Linked DNA regions of Gossypium hirsutum: region 2 is linked to region 1. The links are chromatin contacts, called in public Hi-C maps. All regions are on one chromosome and are shown on one strand. Each heading gives the region's core, a stretch centred on a gene start, on an enhancer-like site or on the middle of the called end of the contact. The rest is flanking DNA. Distances are from core to core; before and after follow the strand shown. Region 1 holds the start of LOC107903617 (transcription repressor OFP1). Region 2 holds the start of LOC107903572 (CBL-interacting protein kinase 2).

Region 1 (7,009 bases), core at 2,999-5,498:
AATGTTTATTTTCCCTTTATGCCAACTATTTTTTCTTCCATTGTGGACCCCCAAACTTTTCTTTTCTTTATTTTCAATCACACTTTCCCTGTTTTTATACACCTTCTTACTCTCCTTCTTCTTCAATCACTTCCCCCCATATCTCTCCTCCTCCTCCTCCTCATCATCATCATCATCAAAGTTTTCATATTTCTTCAAAATAATCCCTTTTTCTTCATACAAAAGTTGCCATTTTCAATGGGTAATTCCAGGTTCAAGTTATCAGACATGTTCCCCAATGTCTGGTTTTACAAACTCAAAGACATGAACAGAACCAAACACCATGAAAAGAAAAAACACCGCCCCTCATCATCAAAACAAGAACAACCCCATTTGAATCCCAGAAAATCCTATCATTTCACTAGAGAGCTTGTTCCAATTCATGTTTCCCCTGATCAACCACTGAGAAAATCCACCAAGAAACGAAATCCCAGAAGGAATTTCCGGTCACCGCCGTCAAAGGTGCTTACTTCTTCCGTCTCCGCCGGTTGTAGTTGCCGTGAAACTATCAAGAATAAACCCGATTCTCCACCGGAATACTCAGCTTCTTCTTCATCTTCTTTATCGTCTTCCGACGACAGTTCTTTACCGCAAGAATCGTTCGATAACTTGGTGTGGTCAAGTTCCAAAGCCAACGACGATATAATCTCCGATGCGGACGTTAAGAAAATCGACGAGTTCTTACCGGAGCTCGAACTCCCTCCGATCGTAACGAAACCGGCTAAATTCAACGACATGGTGAAGGACATCAAGAACAAGACAAAAAAATTCGGTCACAGTCCTTCGGGTGTAAAGCTGAGAGTGAATTCTCCGAAAATTGCGAATAGGAGATTAGTTCAGGGTCATGCTCGGCGAAGCATTTCGTCGAACAGTTCGAGTTCAAGTTCGAGGAGGAGCTTATCGGAGAGTTTTGCGGTGGTGAAATCGTCGGTCGATCCTCAAAGAGATTTTAGGGAATCAATGGTGGAGATGATAATGGAGAATAATATTAGAGCATCTAAGGATTTGGAGGATTTGCTTGCTTGTTACCTTTCTCTCAATTCCGATGAATACCATGAAATTATCATCAAGGTTTTCAAGCAAATCTGGTTCGATTTGATCGATGTCCGATGATGTTTAACGGTGGATGAAGACTGTTTATTCTAACAACAGTTCTCTATGAGGTTCCAATTTTAGCCTACGTTTTACTGTAATTACTCTCTGTAATTTAATTCCCTTAATCGCTTTTCTTTTGCAAACTATTTATACTTTAATACCATTAATTTTTCTAATTTTTAAAGTTTAGTCCTGACTCGAAAAAATAGTAGTTAACTCTGATCGGTTAAATTCAATTATCAGTCATATACGAGATTTTTTCAAAATTTGAAATTTTAGTTTTGACGCAAATGAAAGTCATTAATCCATCAACTGAATTTTTCATGAGTAATATGTAGAAATAATAAGTTGACATGATATAATGATATCTTTGTTGCATTAGATTTTGGAAATAACAAAATTTAATGAATTTCACAATTATCGTTCGGTAAGGATTGAAATTTTAAAATTTGAAAAGTATATGGACTAAAACGGACCAAATTAAAGTATAAATTAAATTCACAACTTTCATAAAGTAAAGAAACTAATAACAGAACTCAAACGGTAATAAATAGTAGTAAAAAGCGTGACACAAATACAAAATGTCATTTTAAAGTCGCTTCACCGAATGTTACCATTGAGCTGATAAAATGACTTGATTTATATCATATTGATATTTTTAAAATTCGGAAGTAATTTAGAAACAACGATCTCTCCCAATTTTGATTTTTTTTATCATTCGCATGCCCATAATGGTTAATTCATTCGGAGTTTGTAATTATTGACACCAACACCATCATCTCCAATATTTAAACCCAAATTTTCTCTTTAAAAATACATTAATATGTATTATGCTACACCCAAAAATTTGTTGATGAAACTGTGAATAGATACATGGAAAATGGTGAAAAAAATAATAGAAATTGAAATTGTAAAAGGGGTCCCTCAAACAATGTCCTATGAGACAATTTACTGACAATTTCTTCCATCAGTGTTTTGGGCTCTAAAAGAAGATAGTCTTTAACCACAAGGCTTCTGTTCCTTTATTCTTTTTTTTCTCCACCCAAAATGTCCTCTTTCCCCACATCGTTTCAAATTTATACATACATATAGGGTTGATATAATATTTGGTACTTGATTTAGCCTTAATATTCAATTTCGTATTCTCTAATTCGGTACCCAAACCCTTTCAATTTTATACTTGAGTTACGTTTGTTCCAAATATTCATTCAGCCACGTGATGTTGTTTGATTTAGGTACCAAATTGAACGTCCAAACTAAACTCATGTACGAAACAATGTATTAACCCATACATTTATAAAATATTCAAGATGAAGTAAATTTTGAGTGGTGTGGAATTCAAATTTCTGCACTGTGTTAAAGCCTCAATGCTTTTTTTTTCTTTTTTTTTTAAATATATAATTTTTAATTTTGGTTGGACTTGGAGGATATAGGCATAGAACTTTACCTAAAGTTGAAAAATTGATCTCTTGAAATAAAGTTAAAGTTGCTTCGGTTATTACAAAAGCCAACATGTTTCTTGAAATCCGGGCCTATGTTCATGTTAATGTAATATGTTCATGTTCATGTTCATATATGAATTTTAATAAAATGTGTAATGTCGTATATAAATTTTGATTAATATTATTAAATTAGCACTATTTTACGTTGAAATATTGCACGCACGAGTAATTATATTAACCCAATATGAAAATAAATGTATGTATTTATTTCTTTAAACGTGTATAGTTGAATCAACATCGAAGTTTCGTATATACATATGAACCACAATTCAAGTTTCATGTATATAATTGTATCAGATTACACATTGGATCAAAGTTGTATTTAAATTCAAATTTTTACTTCTCTTTTCAGGCAAATCTAAAGAGGCGACCGGGACTTTAACCTCTCAAATTTGAAAAAAAAAATTACTTTTAAACCCTTTTATAAATTATGAAATTATAAATTAATATATAATAAAATTACCCAATGAAAATATTATCTAGTCCCTTCAAAAATATAAAGTTACATTTAACCTCCTACAAATTTATAAGTCAATATCTTTAATGAAGCTTTTGAGAACTCTTTGCATGCCTTTGTGCAATTGAATCCTTCTTTTGTTTCATGGTAACATAAGCTTTTACCATTCTTTTCCTTTTTCCCTTTTATCCTTTATGAAAAGAGAGTAGGCATTTAATTTTTATTAAACATGGGGGAAAATAATGTTAAATATATTTAAATAAAATTACAATAGGTGAGTCGATTGAGTCTTAACTCGATTGGCATGGGCATTGTTGCCAGTACAGGAGGACGTGGGTTCGAGTACGCTGAAACACATTATCTTCTTATTTAAGGGTTGAGAGAAAGAGATTGAAGCTTGGTTTTACCTAAACCATATCATATATATAATCAAATTATTTTTAATCTTATAATAAAATAATTTAGATTTTGGTAATTAATAGGGTTTTTTCTGTTCATAATCCCTAATTTTGCGGTTTTTTTCCAGCTAATTTGCTTTATTCGTTGACTTTAATCACTTTCCCCACCGGTGATAATCATTATATAAATTTACACACGTTAATTTTGAGGTGGATTCTAAAATTTGATCCTAATAATATGAATATAGATTTATGATGTTTGAAAAATTACGTAATAATCGGATTCAAGTGTAATTATTTATTGTTGATTGAGTCTTAATTTGATTGGTATTAGCATTGTTGCTAATACATAAGGATATGAGTTCGAGTGTGTTGAAGCGCAGTATCTTCTTATTTAAGGGTTGGGAATGGACTACGAGTAATTTTAAGTGTAATAAAATGTTTCGCGTGTTACAGAAAACAATACGAGATACACATGGAGTCATGTTTTGTAATTAATTACAATGTTGTAATAATTTAAGTAATTCAACAATATTTTGGGTGTTACGAAAATGGTAATAATTTGTATAATCTAATTGCTTCACTGAATTTAATATTGTAAATCAGTCCAAAAATAAAAATAAAAATAAAAACTTGGATTTATTACAAAGAAGGAAGTGCACGAGTGGGGGACAAAAAATCTTGGGGGAATCTAAGATTGAAGAAGTTAGCTTTAGCTTGTCTCTATTATTTACGTTTGGCAATGTTGATGTCCTTTCTCTCCATGTCTTTCCAACACAAACGACGAATCTATACACATCTAATCAACACACATACTACCAAATTTTGGATTTTATTGCCAATTCCATCCTCTTTTTTCTTACAATACCAACACTTGGTTAAGGACCTGGTGATAAAGCACGAGGGTGTCGAGTGATTTCAGGAGTGAATTTTGAAAATTTATTGAGGGTGAGAATTGAATTAGAAAATTTTGAGACGTCTAAATGTAGTTTATCGTGTATTATTTTATATTTTGAGGGTAAAGTGAAATTTTTTCACTTTTCGAGGCCAAGACCCCTGCCTGCTTGTCCCATTGGATTCGTCTCTTGTTGTTGTAGTCAATTTGGAGAGGTATGGGAAGTTTTAGGAAACTTTTGGCGTAGTTTTGGTACGTAATGTTAGCCAATGCGTTAGATGTAGATTTTCTTAGATCTGTGTCTTGCTAACAAGAATTAGTAGTTAAGTCATGATAGAACTTGGTAGTCCTTACAAAAATTGTAAAAGTTTTAAACTGACGCAATGATAAATTCATATTTTAACCTCTCGTAATTTTATAATTGGCTGACTAGAAAAGTTTTCTGGCTTTGACCCCATAGCCCGTGACTTGGCAATTCTTGAGAGACAAGCATGTAAGAAATAAGTGTTGATGTAAGACATGATCTAATCATGACAATCACCCAATATCGTATAAGGCGTTCCCTTTGAGTAAGGTAGCTCCTTAGATCCGAGTTAGACGAACTCCTTATTATCTTGGGGGGGGTCAAGTGGATTAGGAACCCCAACATGGCCATTAAAATTGTTAAGTGTGAATTGAATTAATTTAGGTGGACTTCTTTGACAAAGTAATAAATTGATGGGTGACACTTTGATATTGATATAAATCACCATGTTACTACCAAAATCTTTCTACCCATGATTTTGGTTGGGCTTTTCCTTTAATTTTACCCTTTTCTACAAGCTACTCCATATATATAATTTTGCATTTCATCCCTCTACTTTATAAAAATTAAAAAATTAATCTCTAACACTTTTCATATGTTAAATTGAATTATGTTAAATATTATTTATACCCTTTATTTTTTATTTATGTAAAAGTTGAATATAAATTCATTTTTTGGTCATCTTTAATTGAGTTCATGTATGGTTAACTCGTGAGTCATAATATCAACTCAATCAAAGATTTTAATAATAATTAAGTTAAAAAGTTATGTAACAAATATATTAATAAAAATTTAATATAAAATTGAAATTAGGCTTTGGGCAAAATAAAAATTTCATAGGTTCAAATCATATTATGTGTTTATTTTTCCATATTTGATATAAAAATACAAAAAAAAGGGTAAACTACACCCAGGGTCATTAAACTATTAGTAAGTTTACATTTTGGTCACTCAACTTCAAAAGGTTATAAAATAGTCATTGAACTATTCTAAAGTTTTCATTTAAGTTGCTGAGATGTTAAAATTGTTGTTGTATGACCAACTCTAGCTTTCCTTCCCTTCTCTTCTACAATTGAGTTTTTTTTTTCATTAAACAACTTTGAACGTTATGAATATATAAGCTAAAATCCAAACAATATTATTCTCCAATTTTCGACATTAACCATCAGATTGACTTGAATCTAAGGTATGTTCTACTTGTCAATGGGTACTGATCCATTGTACCGATCGTCGAATCGTCACTTGGAGCTCGGTACTCAAACTTTTAAATAATAATAAACATATAAGAATTGCAATCTTTAATGTGTTAAATCATTAAATTTAAACAGTGCCTCCAAACATTGACATTTTAACTAAAATATGAACTGTCAAAACCGACAACATCATCATTAATTATTGTGAAGCTTCATTGAACTTCAAGTTTCCTTCAATTTTTTTTTGCCATTATTTATTTTTTTTAAATTCATCATTTAATTTTATCAAAATTTACCCATATTTTGAATCAATCTATTTTTTTTTTGTCAAAGCGTAATATTTTTTAGATTTTATTATTTTGTTTAAACCCTGTTACATTTTTACGGGACTTTAGACTTGAGCGATTAACCCGATCTTTAAATAAATAGATCTATTCAACACTTAATTTGCAATCAAACCAAAGCATGAACTTAAAGCATATTCCGTTACGATCATCTTCGTCATGGTACTCGAAGCTGTATCGGTGATGAACTCAATAGGATCCCCGGTCTTTCCAAGTTGGGATAAGGGAAGATATCTCCTTTTCAATCATATAAGCAATCTCCAATGGCTCCCGATCTAATCGCCACTTCTTTCACCGTTTCCGAGGCGATATTGATGGCAGTATCGTTCACTATATATCGAACGGAAAATAGATGTTCCGAGCATGACCTACAAAACCCGGGTTTAGATCGGTCTTATAAACAACACATCAAAAGTAACAAGTTAATACCATAGTACCTTCATTGTCTATAATTTGCACTTTGAGAAAAATTGTATCATCAGTAAGGTCCATTGTGGCAGTGATTAACATATTTTGTTTTTGGCTCAAGACACATGGGAATGGCAGAAACTTCAGCAAATTCTCAGCAAGAGCTCGTAAGCATGCAATCTCTTCGAAACATGGTCGAGGCATTTCCCTTCCCGACGAATCTCCAAGCTTCATCATCTCGAACCTTGTAGAATGACTTACAAAGTTCAAAAGAAAATGTCATATATTGAATTCCGTGTTAACAAAACCGATAAATAACTCACCGAAGTCTCTTTCTTGTAGATTTGAGCTGGATTCGAGCATCTCTAATATAC
Region 2 (6,340 bases), core at 3,030-5,529, 36 kb before region 1:
CAACTTAGACTTATTTAATTCTTTTTTATCATGCTGTTGAAGGAGGATCGACTCCTCCCGGAGAAGTCTTCGAAATGTTGTCCTAGGTAATACCGACCCGATCTCTCAACAACAGAAGATATTGTCCCTCGGGGGATCATATACCCCAACAATTAACATATATGGTATGGGTTAAGGGTTCGAATCCCACCAAGGGTAAGACGCTCACATCGGCTCTCCGTAGGTGATCGAACGTTCACGTACAGTTGAGGCGCTTCCCTCCATGAACTGTACATGGCTCTTTGTAGAGGGACAAAACCCTCATTTGGGGGATAATACCTTTCATTGTTGAAGAACTAGGTTGGCGTCTCGGGGACGACACTTCGAAGACTACTCTAGGAGGAGTCGATCCCCCCTCAACAACACGATTGAAAAGAATTAAATAGTTCTAAATTGTAACAAAGTTAACATTTGTTGTATAAAAAATGTCTTGAAAATTATTTGTTTCAATCGCGGCAGTTCAATTCCAAACAAAATATTTCATTTATAAAACCATAAAACTTCAAAAATATTAATTTCGTTAAACAATAAATAATATTTTTAAAATAATAAATGTTAACTTTATTTTCAATTTAGCCTTTTATTGTTAAAGGGATCGACTCCTCTAAAAAAAATTTTCGAAGTGTCATCCTTAAAGACGCTAATCTAGTCCCTCAACAAATATAAGGACTAAATTTATTCATTTAATAATAAAGAAATTAATTTAATCCGATCCTTATAATACAAAAACCTGTCAGATATTTTTTTTGGAATGTTTTGAGAATTTGGTCTTCAGTTTTCAGTTATAACATCCACGCAAAAGTTTACAGATGGAAGGTGTAGAAGACCCAACCTAGCATAATCAATCACAAAAACAACAGCAAACTGAAACCGACAAATTATCGAACACTGGATAGGCAAAGACCCTATACCTAAAGTTGTCTTTCTACAAACATTTTCATCGTACACTCTTTGTCTGGTTATGCCACACGTCGTTTATAAAAGGTATCCAAATTTGCAAACACAATACAATGCTAATAATTTCATGTATATATTTACATATTACAATCATAATCAAAGAATGGATCACACAACACTACAAACAAAATATACTATTTGGGTTTTTTCAATTTTTTTTTGTGGTTCACATATTCATATTTCAACTTTCAAGCTTACCGTTTTAAAAATAATTTACTACATTTTATTCATTCCGATCACTGAACTCGAATGTGTGATAATACATTGTCAAAATAATTTAAACTAATTCTAATCGTTTATTGAATAAATAAATTTATAAAAAAAAATAAAAAGGTTCAACATCGAATCTTATACACGTATACTCCTCAATTAAAATTTTCCCAAAAGGTCCAATTTAAGAAATTCGACCCTGAATCAAGTTTTTTGACACCGACGAAAATCAGATCGTTGCAAAACGATTGTGTATGTGTGTTCTTTGGATGTCTAGTCTTTGGTGTTTTCAGTTTTGCACTATTAAAACATGAATTTGTTGATACAAGGAAGGGATTGTAACAATTTATTCAATAGAGAGGGCACGAAAGTAGGAGGGATGTCTTGGTCCCTTTTCCTTGTGTCAATAAGCTTTTAAAGTAACTGTTTCTAACGGTTCTCAAGAAGTCCTGTGTCATTTATATATTGGTTTTGGACTCCTTAAAATGTAGTCAGTTAATTGATGTCTTATTATTGTAGGTGTGGACTATCATGTGTGGGGAATGAATATGTGTGACGTGTGGACGACAGACATCCTGTCCATGTTAGGTGTGTGTGTGGTCCCAATGATTTGCATATGTGGGTTCTCGAGCTCACAAGTGTTTCAACTCGTAATATGACCATTCTTAATCAAAGGCATTGACCTATAAGGTCACATAGGCACAAGGCAGGCTCACGAGATTGCATCTCAACCAAATATTTATTGTTGTGTAAAATATCTATGTCAGCACTTTAACGGAATAGTCAACAGTGTAAACAATTTAGATTATGTAATAACATTATAAACATAAAAAAGGGTCAAAGGTTGGAGAAGAGAGCTAATGAAAGCTTAGTGAATATATTCATAATTTCTCTAATCGAATTGATGTCTGATTGACTTGTGACACCAACTCAATAAAAAACTTAAATAATAGTATAAGTATATAGGTTATACAAACATTAAAGAATTATAAAAGTTAATAATCTGAACTTAAAACCTGGATCCGAAACCCTAGTGGTCCAACTAAAAAAACTCAGGACTCAAACTCTAATGATCCGTATTTAAAACATCTGAAACCAAAAGATGTCGTGAACACAAAACATTAGCAAAACCAAATATATTTATATTGGGATCGAAATTTAATTGTAAATTTTAGTGATACATTTTTTATACAAAGGCCTAAAGTTACTTATAATCTCTTCTCAACCTTTAAATAGGAGGATAAATGCATTTCAAAGAACTTGACCTCACATCCTCCTATACTGACAACAATGTCCATGGCAATCGAACCTTATATATATTTTACAATTATGTATTTTTATAGCTAAATCTTTACAAAATTGAATAGCCTAGATGAAATTTTACCAATTTAGGAGAGCTGAGACCCTGACTTAAAAATCTCAAACTTGAACTTCAACTCAAATTTGGTCCAAACCAAAAATTACTCTGAACCAAAAAAAAATTAAAATTCAAACCGACCTAACCTAAATTAACTTGACTCAAAACTAGTTAAATGTAAAAGTACCATGGAGGCCATTGTACTAAGAGTCAAATTAATCTCTATATGTTAGATCAAAGAGTACATTAATTATTTTATTAAAAATTCCATCAATTTTTATTGTTGAAATCTGGTCTCTATACATCAACATGAGGTATATGTGACATATCATAATTAGTTAGTTAGTTATTTTGTCAGTAACGCCATTCTCTAACCGTAGAAATAAATAAAATTTTAACAGAAAAGACCAATACATTTTTTTATCTAACACAATATATAAAGATTAATTTATTCGTTTTTAAATAAAAAAGACAAAATACAATTCGATTCTATTCCAATTAAAATATGTACAGTTGAAGGACAAAAGGGACTTGACATGTAAAAGGAAAGATATAATAATTTGTAATGAAATAAGAAAATCATACACCAAACATTCCTTGGACGACAATATTTGAACATTGAACGACGGGCAGATTGCCAGATACCAAAAAACCAACAACACTCAATGTGGGACCCACCAGTACTCAAATCCCCGTTGCGTGTCATGATCCTAATGAATTAGTGACACGTGCACGATAACCACTGGCCGTTGATGCATCTCTCCGAAACATGATTAATGACAGCTCCTCTAGTTGTAACTCGCAAACGAGTTTTTCCCGAGGAAGGTAACACCTGAGTTCTGTGTACCCAGGGAAATGCAACGCGTCGTTCAATGGTTGGTGCTTGTTGATTCCTACAGTTGTCACACCGAATCTTCACATGGCTGCTAAAAAAAGAATTAAATTAACAAATTTAAAATTTAATAACTTTTCCAATATTAAAGAAAAATATAATAGGGTAAATTGCAACCAAGACCACAAAATCATTAGTAAGATTACTTTTTGGTTACTCAACTTTAAAAATAATAAAATCGTCACTAAATTATTTGAAAGTTTTTAGTGGGTTGCTAAAATCGTTATATGCCATTCTCTGTTCGTGCTAAAATCGAATGCTCTCCTTCATCTTCTCTTCTGTAGTTTAATTTTTTTTTGAAACAACTTTAAATGTCACGATTTGCGAACTAAAATCCAAATAACTTTCTTCTCCTATATTCGACACTAGTCATCAAATCGACTAGGATCTAAGGTATATTCTTATACTCGTCGATGGGTACTAATTCACCATACTAATAATTGAATTGTGGCTTGGAGCTTATTAGCCAAACTTTTATAAAAAAACTTAACAACTCAGTGATTTTAAAAAAAACTTTCAAATAGTTTAGTGACTTAAACGAAAATTTTTAAATAATTTAATGACCATTTTGTAATTTTTTAAAGTTGAGTGACCAAAATATAAAGTTAATAATAGTTTAGTGATCTTGGGTGTAATTTACCAAAAAAACTTAATTTCGATTAGTTCAGTTATCAAAATATACCATATTAATAATTTACTGATTTTCAAGTAATTACACTAAAAACATACCCAACATATATTAAAATAAATCCCAACAAAATTCACATATAATCAAATTTAATTGAGTAGATATTGATTAGGGTTAGAGAAAGGGTTAAGGGTAGATTGAAGTTGACGAATAAAAAAATCTTCCATAATAAAATATTCATGTTTGGTAGACTTCCCTTTTTTTTAATTATAAAAACCCATCACATTACCTCATAGACCTTTCAAAAAAAAGTTCATTTGTTCACATTTTCATTTTCTCACGCCTCTGTTTGTTTCCTAGGAAAATAAAGTGAAGAAAGAAAACATTCTAAACCCATTTAAAGGTACAATTTTCAGCCTTGAGTTTATAGTTTTTTCATTACTTTGGGGTATCATAATTTTGTGTCAGATCTTTAAATTTTGTTCCTTTTTTTTATTTTTTTTGGAAAATTGAGACTTTGTGAAGATTAGAAACTAGAGGTTGTAGTTTCATGGTTGCTAACTAGTTATGCCACTTTGGGATTAAATAAACTTTGATCCACTCAATTAATAATATTGAAAACAAAGGGTTCAATTTTATGTTAAATAAAAATTTCCCCTTTGCTACAATTCAATGAGAAAGATAAAGATTCATTTTTTTCCCTTTAGATTTTTCAAAGATTATACCTTTAATTGTGTGTTTCATATGCAATTTGATCTTTAATTAAGCACCAATCTTTTAGATTTTGTTTGAAACCCTTTCTTCTTCTTTTTTCAGGTGAAAAATCCCATCTTTTTTAGGCCAAATCCGAAACCCGGGTCTGGTCCGGTCTGGTCTAAACCGGTTAGTGGTTCACAAGGGAAACCAGGGAATGCTGAAAGATGAGGTTCAAAGTTGAGCACCATTTGTTTGAGATTAATGAAGATATTGCTTCATTTGAACTGCCCTTATTATCTATATCTAATGAAAGTCAACATTTAACTTTGTATAGTCAACTGTGTTTCAATGGTATTTTGACTAGAAATTTAAGGGAACATGTTATGTCAAAGCATGATGTTTGTGAAGATGGTTGAACTTTTCCTGGTTTTCAGGTTGGTTTTTGGTTAGTCGGTAACCTAGGTGAGATATATAGTACTAGTTAAGGTATAGACTGGTGTTGTTTTGGACTATATTCGGCATGGAACCGAAAGGGGTTGTGTTGATGGGAAGGTATGAAATAGGGAGGTTATTAGGGCAAGGAACCTTTGCTAAGGTTCACCGTGCTAGGAATCTCGAAACTGGTATGAACGTGGCTATTAAGATTGTTGACAAAGAGAAGGTATTGAAAGTTGGGATGATTGATCAGATTAAACGAGAAATCTCGGTTATGAGATTGGTTAGACACCCGAATGTCATCGAGCTTTACGAGGTGATGGCTACTAAGACGAAGATTTATTTCGTTATGGAATATGCGAAAGGTGGTGAATTGTTCAATAAGGTAGTGAAAGGGAAATTGAAAGAGGATGCTGCAAGAAAGTACTTTCAACAGTTAATCAGTGCTGTTGATTTTTGTCATAGCCGAGGCGTGTGTCATCGAGATCTTAAACCGGAAAACTTGTTGTTGGACGAGAATTGTAACCTCAAGGTTACAGATTTCGGGTTGAGTGCTCTTGCTGAATCGAAACAGCAAGATGGGTTGCTCCACACGACGTGCGGGACACCTGCTTATGTTGCACCCGAAGTGATCAACAGACGAGGCTACGATGGGTGCAAAGCTGATATCTGGTCTTGTGGGGTAATCTTATATGTCTTACTGGCTGGTTATCTACCGTTCCAGGATTCAAATCTAATGGAGATGTATCGTAAGATCGGGAAAGGTGAGTTCAAGTTCCCGAACTGGTTTGCTCCCGATGTACGCAGGTTGGTATCGAAAATCTTGGATCCGAATCCAAAAACAAGGATCTCCATGGAAAAAATAATGGAGAATCCATGGTTCCGTAAGGGGCTAGACCCGAAACCTGAACTTGTCGATCCTGAAGTCAAAGAACCGGCTATTGGACTCCAAACTGGAACTCCTTGCAACTTGAATGCTTTTGATATAATCTCTTTGTCTGCAGGCTTCGATTTATCCGGTTTATTCAGGGAACAAGAACAAAAGAAAGAGGTCCGATTCACGTCCAACAAAACAGCTTCGACCATCATTTCGAAACTGGAAGATGTTGCTAAGCGTTTACAGCTG

Evidence for each region. Hi-C and Micro-C count contacts between places; a contact is called where the count stands out from the background.
Region 2: a Hi-C map of leaf shows a contact between it and region 1, with 1.9 times the contacts expected there. The contact joins the promoter of LOC107903572 here to the enhancer-like site in region 1. A contact is called at or near these places in 13 of 34 Hi-C or Micro-C datasets (cotyledon, hypocotyl, leaf and 1 more).

Annotation. Positions count from the first base shown.
Region 1 is chrD02:339,905-346,913 of Gossypium_hirsutum_v2.1, reverse strand. LOC107903617 (transcription repressor OFP1) reads left to right here and starts at 45. Exons shown (of 1, transcript XM_016829713.2): 1 at 45-1,323. The coding sequence starts at 238. The coding sequence ends at 1,152. It also overlaps the pseudogene LOC107906158. Within about 2 kb of position 4,248, at least 1 of the 9 cell types and tissues checked has an H3K27ac peak or open chromatin away from gene starts, as enhancers often do. A contact at or near this core is called in leaf, where this site is marked.
Region 2 is chrD02:376,147-382,486 of Gossypium_hirsutum_v2.1, reverse strand. LOC107903572 (CBL-interacting protein kinase 2) reads left to right here and starts at 4,279. Exons shown (of 2, transcript XM_016829665.2): 1 at 4,279-4,486; 2 at 4,900-6,340. The coding sequence starts at 5,300.